Linked DNA regions of Mus musculus: region 2 is linked to region 1. The links are chromatin contacts, called in public HiChIP or PLAC-seq maps. All regions are on one chromosome and are shown on one strand. Each heading gives the region's core, a stretch centred on a gene start, on an enhancer-like site or on the middle of the called end of the contact. The rest is flanking DNA. Distances are from core to core; before and after follow the strand shown.

Region 1 (6,203 bases), core at 667-3,166:
TGTGCAATATTAGGGGGTGGCCATATTTCCTCTGCAGCTCTGTCTTTTTCATCTTTAGGTCGAGCACGGAGATGGCGGTGGCCATCTCTCCTGTGCCTTGTGCAGGGTCAGCAGAGAAGGTAACACATTGCCATGTTGTTTGAGTTGTATTAGGAAGTAGAAATGAGACATGGTCATGTTTGTTGGCTGCTGGGAATAAAGAGGCAGAAGGAGGCAGAGCGGATGCGCAAGTCCTGGGGATGGAGAACCACCAGGGGACACGTGGAACTGGGGGACGACCTTGCATTCAGGTCCAAACATGTAGAGGCTAAAGCAGTGCTTTGAGTGGCACATTGGTGAGCCTGTTACCGAGAGTCGCATATAGGCATCAAGAATGGTTTCAAGCAAAAGGCTATGGCGCGGACTGAACTAAGTTTTAAAGCAAAGGAATTAATAATAATAATAAAAAAAGATCTACAACTTGGAAAGTAAAGTGTGTTTTTAATTGGGGCTCATGCTAAACGCGCGCTTCTGAGTTTCCACTAAGAGTCTAATGATTAGCTTTATTGGGTTGATCTCCGAGCCAAATAGATAGGCAGCCCTTTCCTATCCGCTGGCCCCACAGCTGCAAGCCTTATTACCTGGGAGCTGGAAAATGTTGCAAAGAAAGATATGCTAAGTTGTTTTTGTTATGTATTATGCAGTTAGGCCTGTGGTGGCTCTGTTTCTTCTGAGCATGTCATCATTTCCTACATAACACAGTGTCAGGACTATTTCAAGTGGTCTACTACTGAGCTACATCCCCAGTCCTATTTATAGTTTGCACTGAAAGTAATCAAGACATGATTAAAGTGTAGGGTTGTGTGTGTGTGTGTTATATGCAAACTATATAGCATTACTATAAAGGACTTGGACATCCTTGGACTTGGGATCTGAGAGGGGTTCTGAAACCAATTTCTTTATTAGTTGTTTCTGTATACAGATGATCATTGCCTGCATGTCCCTAAGGATCTGCAGGAGACACAGGGATAGTTCTATTGTTACAATGCTCCATGTTTTAGTGCCTGAAAAGGGGCAGGCACTCAACAAATAATGTTGGCCAAGGGTTGAGGAAGTGGTTTAGTGTGTAAGGGCACTTTTTGCACAAGCTGATAGACTTGAGGTCAGTTCTCTGGTACCCCCCTGAAAATGACAGGCCTGGCCGCGTGCACCTGTAACCGCAGTGTTGTCTCAAGAGAATAAGCCGGTGAGTGACTGAGGAGGATGCCTCAGCTCCTCGGAGTTCTACACACGTGGTCTCGGCAGTCGCCACCTGCACATCTTTAGGTACGCACATGTATAAATCATACGTACACAGAAACGACTAATAAATGATGATAATACTATTGAGCAGATCTATTGAATACTTTCTATTTTCAAAGTACTAGGGCAGGGGTGGGGGTGGGGTGGGCTTGGAGTCCCTGGGCTCTGGGACCATAGCAAAGTAGGGTTTGAGATGAGAATTGGGAAATGGTTACATGTCTTGACACCCCCTTAAAACTGCTGTCCGCTGGAACTGGTTTTAAGCGTCACTTGGTTCAGTCACATCTCATCAAACTCTGGTTTCTTCTTTTGCTCTCTTCCACAGAGTTTTTCTTGAAAGGAGCTGCTGTTCTCTCTTACCCACAAGCTGCTTTTTTTCTTCTTTCTTTTTTATTGGCAGTTGGAACCATCCAGGAAATACCTGCAACTTCTCTGAAAAAATCGAGGTGTTTGCATTTCTTGTTGTGACTTTGGCAACAGGGCTGGAAGGTGGAGCAGAGAAAATATGTCTGAGTTTCCTTGTTGTGTGGAAGGAAGCCAGTTTCGTCCATTGTGACCCTCTCAGCTCAGCCAGGGCTCCAGAGGGTTGTTTGGTTCCTAATCGCAGGGCTGTGTGTGCAGGCGATTGTGGAGCAACTTCCGGTAAACTACCTAGGATGGGTGTGTCCCTTTAAATCAGCTGGGCAGGATGGCACAAGTCCTAAACCTGGCTCTTGTCTCTTATTAGCTATTGTTTCTCGCTCCCCAAAGTCCAGGGAAGAAATCCTTACTCTGTCTTTGGTTGTTCTTTCCTGCATAAGCCCACCCCCCTTTTTTTTTAATCTCGAGAGTGTTCTCTCTCTCTCTCCCTCTCCCTCTCCCTCTCCCTCTCCCTCTCCCTCTCCCTCTCCCTCTCCCTCTCCCTCTCCCTCTCCCTCTCCCTCTCCCTCTCCCTCTCCCTCTCCCTCTCCTTCTCCCTCTCTCCATCCTGTGCATGAAAGCAAGTTGGGGTTGGATGTTGTGTTTACTGAGCAAATTTGAAAATAAGTGGGCTCATAGGAGTCAGAGTGAGACGGGTAGCTGGTTTGGTGAGAGGGGTGGGAAGTGAAGGGACTGTAGGAGGGATGAGTCACAACTGCTCCAAGGAGCTTCAGAAACAACTCAATGCAGCCAGCTGCAGGTCTGGCCTTTGCAATTTTAGCAAGTGACTCCGTCCTCACTCTTCTCAACAGGGTAGCACCGGAAGGAGTTGGGAAAGCCTGAATAGGAAATTTCCTGTTTGGAGACTACCTTGGCAATCTGGTGGGTGATCTTTGAAGTCTGGTCATCAGGTTGGTCTCAGAGGAGTGACCTGCCCAGGCAACAGAGACTGGAACACATGTAATCTTACTTTTTGTGGGAAGAGTTAAACACATGATCCGACCACTGCTGCATTTTCAGCATTAAGACATTCTCGATGCTTTACATTTTTCTGACTGTGCCCTTATCTACCCAATGGTTCAGTAGTAGCTCCCCAGGACAAAATGAGCTGAAAGAAGCTCAGAGATGTTAGAGATGAGGGCGAAGAAGACGTCAGCAGCTGCAAGCTGGGTCAGCTAGTCAGAATATCAAGTACATCATTAGGTAGGAACTGTCCAGAGAGATTGTTGAATGTCAGGGACCTACAATCCCGGGGAGGCCAACAGAACAGCTAACAGGCAAAGAGGAAAGGCTTCCTACCCCGCCTTCTCCACCCACCCCTCTCTGTTTTCTCTGCTGGGATCTAGAATTTTCACTCCTTTCTTGGTTGAAGGCCCTTAGCTCTTGAAAGAGAGAGTAGTGTATGAAGATTTGCTACAGTGAGCAATAGCTTTGAGTTCAGACATTAGTTCTTGGGACCCTAGTATCCAGCTCCGAGGAACTCTGCAGACTGTAACACCAGTGTGCCCTGGACCTGCTCAGCACAAAAGAAAGAGATGCTGTCTAACACCTGCCTTGGAAAACCTGGCACAGTTGGCTTTATCAGGCTCACAACTCATTTCCTCTGAAGATTACAGTATCCCTCAGTAAGGATCTTAGTTTGGGGGTGGGGAGCAAGATCCCAGCACCCCACCCCCAAACCCTCTTGTATAACCTTATATCATTGATCTGAAAGGCCACCTTTATCTAAAACATCTTGGTGGTTCTGTAGAATTTTTTTTTCTTCTGAGCATCAGTATGTGAGTCTCTTCCAGGAGCAGAAAATTTAAATGTATCCATGACACCCAAACGGCATAAACAAGACTTTGGCGTTGTGTTCCTAGTCTGCCTCTTACAAAGTAGATGCAATGCAAAAGTGTTTGAATGCTTACTGGAAGACAATGACAGCCATGTGCGGTATTTCCCTTTGTGCTTGGTGGGGAACCCATGATCATTATGTCCCCAAATATCTCCCCAGAGCACAATTAAATATCATTGTTTGACATTTATGTTACAGATATTTGGAACATGGCCTAACTATTATGTGGTTGATTCCAAATAATCTGAAAAGAAAAAAAAGTGACCGCCTAGCAGAAACTCCAGGCTAATGACAAACTGTCTGACGCGCAAGTGTAGGAAAAGTCATGGGACTGAAGGCAAGCCAGGCTCGCCAGGGAGGATCTGGCTAACCAACCATGTAAGCTATGATCTTCCTCCCATCTAAGGGGGCAAACTGTTCTACCACTTTGAAGGACTTGGAGTCTTAGAGTCATAAGGAAACTGCCTGAACTCACACTAATGGGGTATTGTTTAAAATAAAAATTCTCTTTAGAGCTGAGGTGTCACAAATATCATAACTCATTGCCCCTGATTGTGACACCACTTGTGAATTAGGTATCCCATGTCGACGTGGGAGGATCCAGAGACGGGCACTCCTCCTGTTTACAGGTATGTCCAGAGAGGGCTGCAGGCTGCACTGGGCAGAGCCTTTGTCATCCAGAGAGCAGCTTTTAGAAAGCAACTCTGGGTAATTCACCACCCCCTCGCTCTCTTTCTTATTCAACACTGACTCTGTAGGTCCGGAGCTTAATTGAAGAAATGTTAAAAATTCCACTGATACTGGGAAGTGGAAAGTCGTTTGCGTTTGTTCTGAAGCTGCTCCGGGGGACACTGAACCATCTTTCAAACTCCTTGAATGCAACAGTCAAACAGCTGCAGATTGTTACAGAAACTGGAACACATTTTGTGATTAAGACGAAGCCCCTGCACCTTATAGCTGCTGGGGAGGCATCTGTAGAGTCAGGGAAAAGGCTCCCAGGAATGGAGTCTCTGAAACACTACACCGCAGAAAGACCTTCTGCAGGAGAGGGGAAAAATGCAGCGTTTCCACAACCATCGCATGTGAAATCTCTAATTATATTTACTTATCTGGATCTCCGAATTTTCTTCTCCGAGCAACCGCAGGGTTTGCATGCCATCCGCCCACTCTTGCTTTTGAAAATGCCTGTCACACGATGAGCTATAACTATTAATGAAGATGCTCATTAGATAAAGTAATATATATTTAGAATATTCATCCCTGCTGAACTTTTCTACATTAGCATCAAAATGACTAAAAGGATATATGTTGCAACAATCCCAGATAGAACTTTAATCTTCCAGCACAGAAAAAACAAATCCACTAAAGATCCCTCAGGCACTTGAGGGCACATTTTTCTTGCCCAGCAAAACAAAAGCCAGATCGCTAAGATTCTTACACCTGATGTTTCTCTTGACTTAATTAGACGCAAGAAAGGAACAAAGACGCTTTGAAATGAATGAAAGTCAAGACTTATTTTTGTCACAAATTATCTGCATCTTTCCCAGATGTATGTAAGCAAGCTAGGCTCAATGTTCTTATCTCTGTTCTGGGAGCCTTGAGAAGATCACAGGTGACAAACGTGACTGTCACCATTTTTCAAATGAGGAAGCCAAGTCTCCAAAAGTCACATGGCCAGAGAACTGTCTGGCAGCAGAGCTTTGCGCTAAAAGGATCCAACTTTTGCTGCCTTTTAAAACTAACTGAAGCAATGACATAGCCAATCCTCATGCTTGAGCGCCACAGCGGGGGCAGATGTTGTTGGTGGCTCATGCCTTTAATCTTAGCACTGGGGAGGCAGGGGGCAGACAGATCTCTGAGTTCGAGGCCAGCCTGAAGTACAGAGTGAGTTCCAGGACAGCCAGGGCTACACAGAGAAACTGTCTTGAAAAACCAAAAACCAAACCAAAGCAAACTAAAGCAACCAACCAAGAAAGGCAAAAGCTGCAGAGGGGGGATTGGGAGATGTACAGAGACTATCTTAATCTGTATGGATACAGCACCTGTCAATAATAAATCTGATGGCCTATGGCTTAGGCAGGGAATAGCTGGTGGGACATCCAGAAGGAGAGAGAATTCTGGGATAGAGCTAGGTGAGTGACGGGCCTGGAAAGATGTGGGGAGATGGACACACGGTACCTGAGCACAGTTAACCAGCCACGTGGCAGAATGGAGGTTAAGAGAATTGGGTTATTTTAGTTACGGTCTAGTTAGAGACAAGCCTAGTTATACGGCCAGGGTATTTTTAAATATATTTTGAATCAGTCTTATTTCTGGGAGCATGGGGCTGGGAGGAAGAGTCAGACCATAGTATCTCCAGGAGATGGCTCAGGGGTTGTCAGGCAAGTGTGAGTACCCTGGCACTCACATAAAAGTTGGGTGGGTGTCATGGCCCACCCGTGACCCCAGCTCTTGGGAGGCAGAGACAGAGGGGCCCGTGGCCAGTTGGCGACATGGATTATTGGAGCAAATGAACTCTGGGCTCAGGGGGATCCCTGCCTCCATGGGCTAAACAGAGAGTGATCAAGGAAGGTTCTGCATGTGTATACACATACATAGATATGCACATTCATCTACACGCACGTGCCATTAAACGCATGTGAAAACACATATATACATGCATACACATATACAAAATAGAAGAAAC
Region 2 (6,596 bases), core at 3,325-5,824, 330 kb after region 1:
AAAAAAAAAAAAAGGAAGAAAAAGAAAAAGAAAACAAGTCCTGACCACCATCTCCAAATCAAGAGGAATGAATGAGACAATAGACTCAATTCTACAAGTGACCCAGATATTGGTCATGCACTCTGAAATAACCATGCAAAAACAACAAAATGGAAATGCTCACCAGTAAACTAGAATATCTTTAAAAAGGTAATTCTAGGACTGATAGCCATACCGGTTAAATGTGGAGAGGCCAAGGGTATAAAGACAGAACTCAATGTAAAGGACACAAGAGATACAGTCACAAGGAGCAGGAGAGGAGAAATGAAGAGAGGAGGAGCGGAATGGGAAAGAAGTAGTATTTGATAGGGCCAGCGTGTCTACAGGACAGGAATATTAAATCCCTCAAACAGGAGGTAGTGTCAGAGGGAAGCAAAGAGATGTTGGGAGGAATGAAGAACAGCAGGAAGGAAACCAGGTAGGTAAACACAAATTGACAATATTATTATAATCTTTTTATTATAAAAATCCATGGGAAGTTATAATATATTAATATATGGAAACAGTGGGTAGAGTTTTTTTTTGTTTTGTTTTGTTTTTTTTTTTAGTTAGCCCATCTTTATATCATCTGGAAAGTTAAAGAAATGAAAAGTTACAGCAAATTTTAGTGGGCCGGTATTTTATATTTCATTTTCTCAGGCTACTTTGCAAAGACTATATGAATAGCAAGCTAATAGAAGAAGAACGGCATAGTCATAATACAGCAGAAATCAACAGAAAAAAGGCCGACTAACAATGTGTGATAGGTACAAGACTGTCAAGTGCCAATCATTGGCTTAATAAAACAATGTTAGGGAATATACTAAATATAATTTTACTAAGAATTTATTAAACATTTTAATTAATTTGAATTGTCGAAGTATGTTCAGTTTGAAGGTAGTTAATCTAGTGTTCAGTGATAGGACAGAATTCACACTTGAGCAAAGCGGCACCAGGGAGGTGTGTGGGAAGGCGGCTGTATGCGATGATAACATTCTGCTGCCCAATGTGAGTGCTGCTTAAACAGCTCACACACTTGGGAAGAATTCATCCGTCTGTGCATTTACAAATTATCTCAGTTTGGGGTTTATAGTAAACGTTTTTTTTTTTTATTCTGTTAGGAGGAGTTTTATTTTTTAAAGCTTAATTTTCTTTAAAAAATATGTCTATATCTCTCTATATATCTCTATAACAACAGGTATCTATCTATCTATCTATCTATCTATCTATCTATCTATCTATCTATCTATCTATCTATCTACGTAGATATATGTTGAGCAAATGCTCCCTCTTATGTTTTTCCTCTATTTTCCTATCCCTCACTCTTTTATCCACTTTGTCATCATAGGAAATTTTATTTCTACTTTTTAGTCAAATATGCAGGAGTTTGACCAAATCTCGTTTTTCTTTTCAAAGAACCAAGTCTTCATTTCATTCATTCTTTGGTTTATTTTTTGTTCTTAATTCTCTCTCTCTCTCTCTCTTTCTCTCTCTCTCTCTCTCTCTCTCTCTCTCTCTCTCTCTCTCTCTCTCTCTCTCTCCCTCTCCCTCTCTCTCTCCTTCTACTTTTGGTTTTGGCTTGCGTTTTGCATTTCTAACCCTAATAATGCATGTCATTGTGTTTTTTACTTCGAGGTTTTATGAGTTTTTAAGTGGAGGCACTTGTAGCTGTAAACTGCCCTCTGAGACTGCTTTCATGGTCTCCCACAGGTCCTGGTATGCTGTTTCTATTTTCATTCTATTCTTGGATTTAAAATTCTTTTCCTTCTGGATTTTTTTTTTCAACAAGCGATTCATCATGTAACAGTGAGCTAGCTCTGTTTGATCTCCATGAATTTATTTATTTCCTATAATTTCTCTTGTTGTTGATTTACAGGCTTTATACGCTTACTCTACAGTGGTCAGATAGAAAAAAAAGTTATTTCAATTTTCCTGTATTATTAAGACTTGCTCTGTGCTCTCCTACATCATTTACCTTAGGGGAAGCACTATTGACCATGGAGATGAATGTTTGTCTGCGTCATTTAAAGGGAATGGTCTGTAGGTGTCTGCTAGGTGTATTCAATCTTTGATATTGTTTCTCCCCCGTGTGTCTCTATTTTAGTTGCAGTGAAGTATATGTTAGTAAGAGTGTTATGAAAACCGCCCACTGTTGTGCTAGGGCCAACCTGTGAGTTCAAATCTAGCAGCATCTGCTTTAGGAAATTATGTGCGCCCATGCTTTGTATATGTTTAGAACTGTAATGGCCTCTTGCTATCTTGTTCTTTTAATAAGCATGAAATGGCCTTCTGACTATTTTTGGGTTTGAAATCTATTTTTCCAGATATTTGAACAGCAACACCTTTTGGAGCCTTTGGTGGTGTTCTCCATTTGCTTGAAATATATATCTTTATCTTTTCACATTAAAGTAATATCTTTCTTTGATAGCGAGGTGTGTTTCTTAGAGGCAACATATTAAGTCTTTATTCATCTCTCCAAGCTGTTAGTCTGTGTCCTTAATTGAAGAACTGATATTAATATCCAGAGTTACTATTGACATATGTGTATTAATTTTTGTCATTTTTGTTTTGTGTGTGTGGGGTTGTTTGTTTGCTTTTGTTTTTCCATTCCTCGTTTGATTAACTACTGCACTAACATAGTTTATCTTTTTTTTCCTGTAGCTTCATGGGTACATTTGCCTTTCTTTTCAATCTGACAGATTATTGCTAACATGTTCTCTGGAGCCAGCTTAGTGGCCAGGAACTCTTTAGACTGTTTCTAATAATGAAAAGTTTTTCTTTCTTCTTCAATTATGACAAATAGCTTTCCTGGGTACAGTAAGCTGAGTAGGCATCGGTTGTCTTTCAGAACCTGAGGCATATTATTCTAAGCTTTTCTGGCTTTTAAAGTTCCTGATGCAGAGTCAGCTGTTACTCTGGTGGGCCTGCCTTCATGCGGGTGTTTCTCTTGTGCAGTATTCAGTATAGTTTCATTGTTCTGTATATTTTATGCTTTAACTATGACATGGAGTTTCCTTTTCTGGTCTTACATATTTATTATCCTTAATGCTCTTGTACTTGACCATCTCCTTCCCTACATTTGGAAAAAATTATTCTGTGATTTTTGTTAAAAAAATGCTTTATGTTCCTTTTCCATGAGAAGAATTTCCTCTGTCTCATGACTCTTAGATTTGTTTTTCTCACAGTGTCCCATATATATCTGTTGTGCTTTTTAATCATGTTTTCATTAATTTATTTGTATTATTGAAATGCTATAAGAAGGTTACTAGAAAATTCTAACTCCTCTCCCTCATCTTCAGCCCTGGCATTCTGTCTTCCCCACGATCAGTTCAACGACTAAGCTTTCTATTAAACTTTTTATTTACTTAGTGGATTTTTTTTCATTTCTACCAATTTAATTTGGTGTTTCTTCTGTGCTTTTCTCTTAATTTCCATATTCTGTGATGGCTTATTTTTTTAAAAAAGATGTTTATATACTCTCTTAGAATTCATTCAGGAATTATTTTATATCCCCCTTCACTTCTTTGAACATATTTCAAAACATTCTTTTGAATTCCTTGCCTAAAATTTTGCATCTCTCTCCTTGGGAGGCCATTACTGTGGAGTTGGTAATTTTGGGCAGAGACATGTTGCCTTGGCTGTTCATATTTCTTTTGTTTTTGCATTTGGGATTTCTTATCTGGAGTTAGACCATTGGTTGAGCTTTTAAATTTAAGTCACCTTCATTCTATCAGTGGGAATGCTTGAAAAGTTCAAGAGGGACTAGGTCATAGTAAGGTTGAGGTATAATAAGCCTGTGTGCATGGCACCAGGCTTAAGCTTCCTAAGACTACATTCCTATTTGCATAAGACTATATAATATTACTTGCACCAGTGATTGAGACATACATAGCTCTGTGTAATAAATTAAAGAGCTCATCGTCAAAAAACAAACAAACAAACAAACAAAAGTTGCCCATATGTACTAATATGTAAATGAGTGGTAAGGTAAAAAGGGAATATAAAGGTTAAAAGAATGAATGAGATCAGGATACTGAGGATGAAAGATAGAGATGCTTGCTTCTGAGCATGAGGTAGGCAAGTGGACTTGATAGAAGATCAGTGGGCTCAAAGAAACTAGGTCATTTACAGCAGGATGGCTGACTAACTTCCATCAGAATTTCCCCCCTCTAGAAAATACATGCTAGGATCAGTTTCTTATTACATATCTTTGCTTTAAGTAAGTTGCTTCTAATGCAGCTAACGACAATAGACTAACTTGTATGTAAGGGTGGCTTCTAACATGTCGAGTTGCCTTTTAGGAAGGAGGCCCATCCCATACATAAAGGCATAACCAAGAACACCGCAGCTACTTCTTGGTAGATGTGAGAACAAATAGAGCTCATTACAATTAACAGCACTTGAGACACCTGCCAAGGTCAGATGGTGTTCAATGAAGTGAGTAAGGGCTAGCAGACAGTCAACATCAAAGCTGGAGTCAGAGGACAGAGGGCATTTCTACCCTTAACTGTGTGGACAGAACATGCACAGCACACAATCATTCCCATGGTTGGGTCAGGGGAACAGCTATAGAACATGTGGGCCCTCAATTGACTGGGCCCATGGTAACCCAGAGAAACAGTCAGTCTCAGGAGAAATGACCTCATTCTTCATCCACTTTATGCCATTGCCTCATAAAAACCAAGTTAAAAGGTTTTCTTCCTTTGGGGAACCTTACTAACACTTGGGGGTTTCTCTTTCTTTCTTAATTTCTCACTTTCCTGTAGTCATTTTTTTTTAAATAAACCTCACTTCCACTTTGTATGCTCCCACAAGAATGTGTGTCATTAATTTTTCTTGGACGTGAAACAATGAACTCAGAGCCACTATCTCTGGTCAATCTTTGAGGACTATGAGTCTTAGGGTCCTTAGGTCATACACAACTGGGTCATAAAAGGCTCCATCAGCCTCCAAAACCTCTGCATCATAATCACCATCACAGGATAAGCCCTCTACGCAAAGACATTAACAATGAAACAAAAGTAATCGACCGTGAAGCCACAATCACTTCAGGAAATAAAGGGGAACTGGCTGTACTATGTACATTAATACATTAGTTACTCTATGTGTCATGGGGGATGGGGAGCAGCATAAGACTAATAGTATTGGGTTGCTAGAGGTAAAGTCAAAGTGAATGTAAATAGAACCAGGGACAGTAGGTGGGGCCAGAGTGGGAGAGGGAGAGGGAGAGGGAGAGGGAGAGGGAGAGGGAGAGGGAGAGGGAGAGGGAGAGGGAGAGGGAGAGGGAGAGGGAGAGGGAGAGGGAGAGGGAGAGGGAGAGGGAGAGGGAGAGGGAGAGGGAGAGGGAGAAGGAGGAGAGGGAGAGGGAGAGGGAGAGGGAGAGAAGAGGAAGAGAGGGGTGGAAGGAGGAGAAAGAAGAAGGAAAAGGAATGGCAGGAGAAGGAAGAGAAGAGGAAGAACTGAGAGAAAGGAGAGAGAGAGAGAGAGGGAAAAAAATTAAGGAAGAGAGGAGAAGGGAAGGGAAGAGAGGGGAGGGGTGGGGAGGGAAGGGGAGGGGAGGAGAAGGAAGGGGAAGGGAGGAGTGGGAGGGGAGACCTGCTAAATTGATGTTGGATATTAATTAACAATGAAGAGTTTTTGAAGGAGAGATCTTGAGGGGATATGAATGTTGTCTGGCCTAATAGCTGGATTCAGCCTTAAGAGAGCCACCATTCTTCCCCTGAATCCCCACAAGTCTTTCTCATTCTCAGAAGTTCTTTTGTGATGGGTAGGCCTGTTCTTGTCTCTGAGTCTTCTGTCCAGTTCATGGGCCAGTGCTTCAGGAATGGGGTCTTGGACACTTGCCATGACTCTAGGTATTCCTTCAGAAGCCTGGTTTCCAATGCTGGGTAATTCCTGTTGTTGTGAACGCTGCTTGGAACCTGTGTCAAAGTTTCTGGGCAAATTCTGTCTTGGACTAAATTCCAGCGCACTGAGACCAAGCAGCTCTGATTCAGTTTTTTGTATGTTTGTGTTTTTGTTTTTCACTACTGTCTAGCAATACACTGCAGGCCAGGTTGCAATGTACAGTCCTGTGACACTTGCTCTGAGTTTTCCAAGAAAGCGATTCACAAGGAGTCTCAGGCTTTAGAGTCCTGTTGAAAATTGCTGCTGCTGCTGCTGCTGCTGCTGCTGCTGCTGCTGCTGCTGCTGCTGCTGCTTCTTCTTCTTCTTCTTCTTCTTCTTCTTCTTCTTCTTCTTCTTCTTCTTCTTCACCCCCCCCCTCCTCCTCCTCCTCCTCCTCCTCCTCCTCTTCTTCTTCTTCTTCTTCTTCTTCTTCTTCTTCTTCTTCTTCACCCCCCCCCTCCTCCTCCTCCTCCTCCTCCTCCTCCTCCTCCTCCTCCTCCTCCTCCTCCTCCTCCTCTTCTTCTTCTTCTTCTTCTTCTTCTTCTTCTTCTTCTTCTTCTTCTTCTTCTTCTTCTTCTTCTTCTTCGTTTTTTGAGACAGGGTTTCTCTGTATAGCCCTGGCTGTCCTGGAACTCACTTTGTAAATCAGGCTGGCCTCAAACTCAGAAATCCGCCTGCCTCTGCCTCCCGAG

What was found. HiChIP or PLAC-seq counts read pairs in DNA pulled down with a chosen protein or histone mark.
Region 2: an H3K27ac HiChIP or PLAC-seq map of large pre-B cells shows a contact between it and region 1, with 3 times the contacts expected there. The contact joins two enhancer-like sites. A contact is called at or near these places in 1 of 39 promoter capture datasets (liver) and 1 of 115 datasets of contacts at active chromatin or transcription factors (large pre-B cells).

The regions. Positions count from the first base shown.
Region 1 is chr8:46,712,180-46,718,382 of GRCm38.p6, forward strand. No RefSeq gene overlaps it. Among named protein-coding and RNA genes, the nearest start is that of Gm16675, 24 kb to the right of the region's middle. Within about 2 kb of position 1,917, at least 90 of the 459 cell types and tissues checked have an H3K27ac peak or open chromatin away from gene starts, as enhancers often do.
Region 2 is chr8:47,041,492-47,048,087 of GRCm38.p6, forward strand. The region is part of intron 2 of Enpp6 (ectonucleotide pyrophosphatase/phosphodiesterase 6); the gene reads left to right. Among named protein-coding and RNA genes, the nearest start is that of Gm31231, 38 kb to the right of the region's middle. Within about 2 kb of position 4,575, at least 11 of the 459 cell types and tissues checked have an H3K27ac peak or open chromatin away from gene starts, as enhancers often do.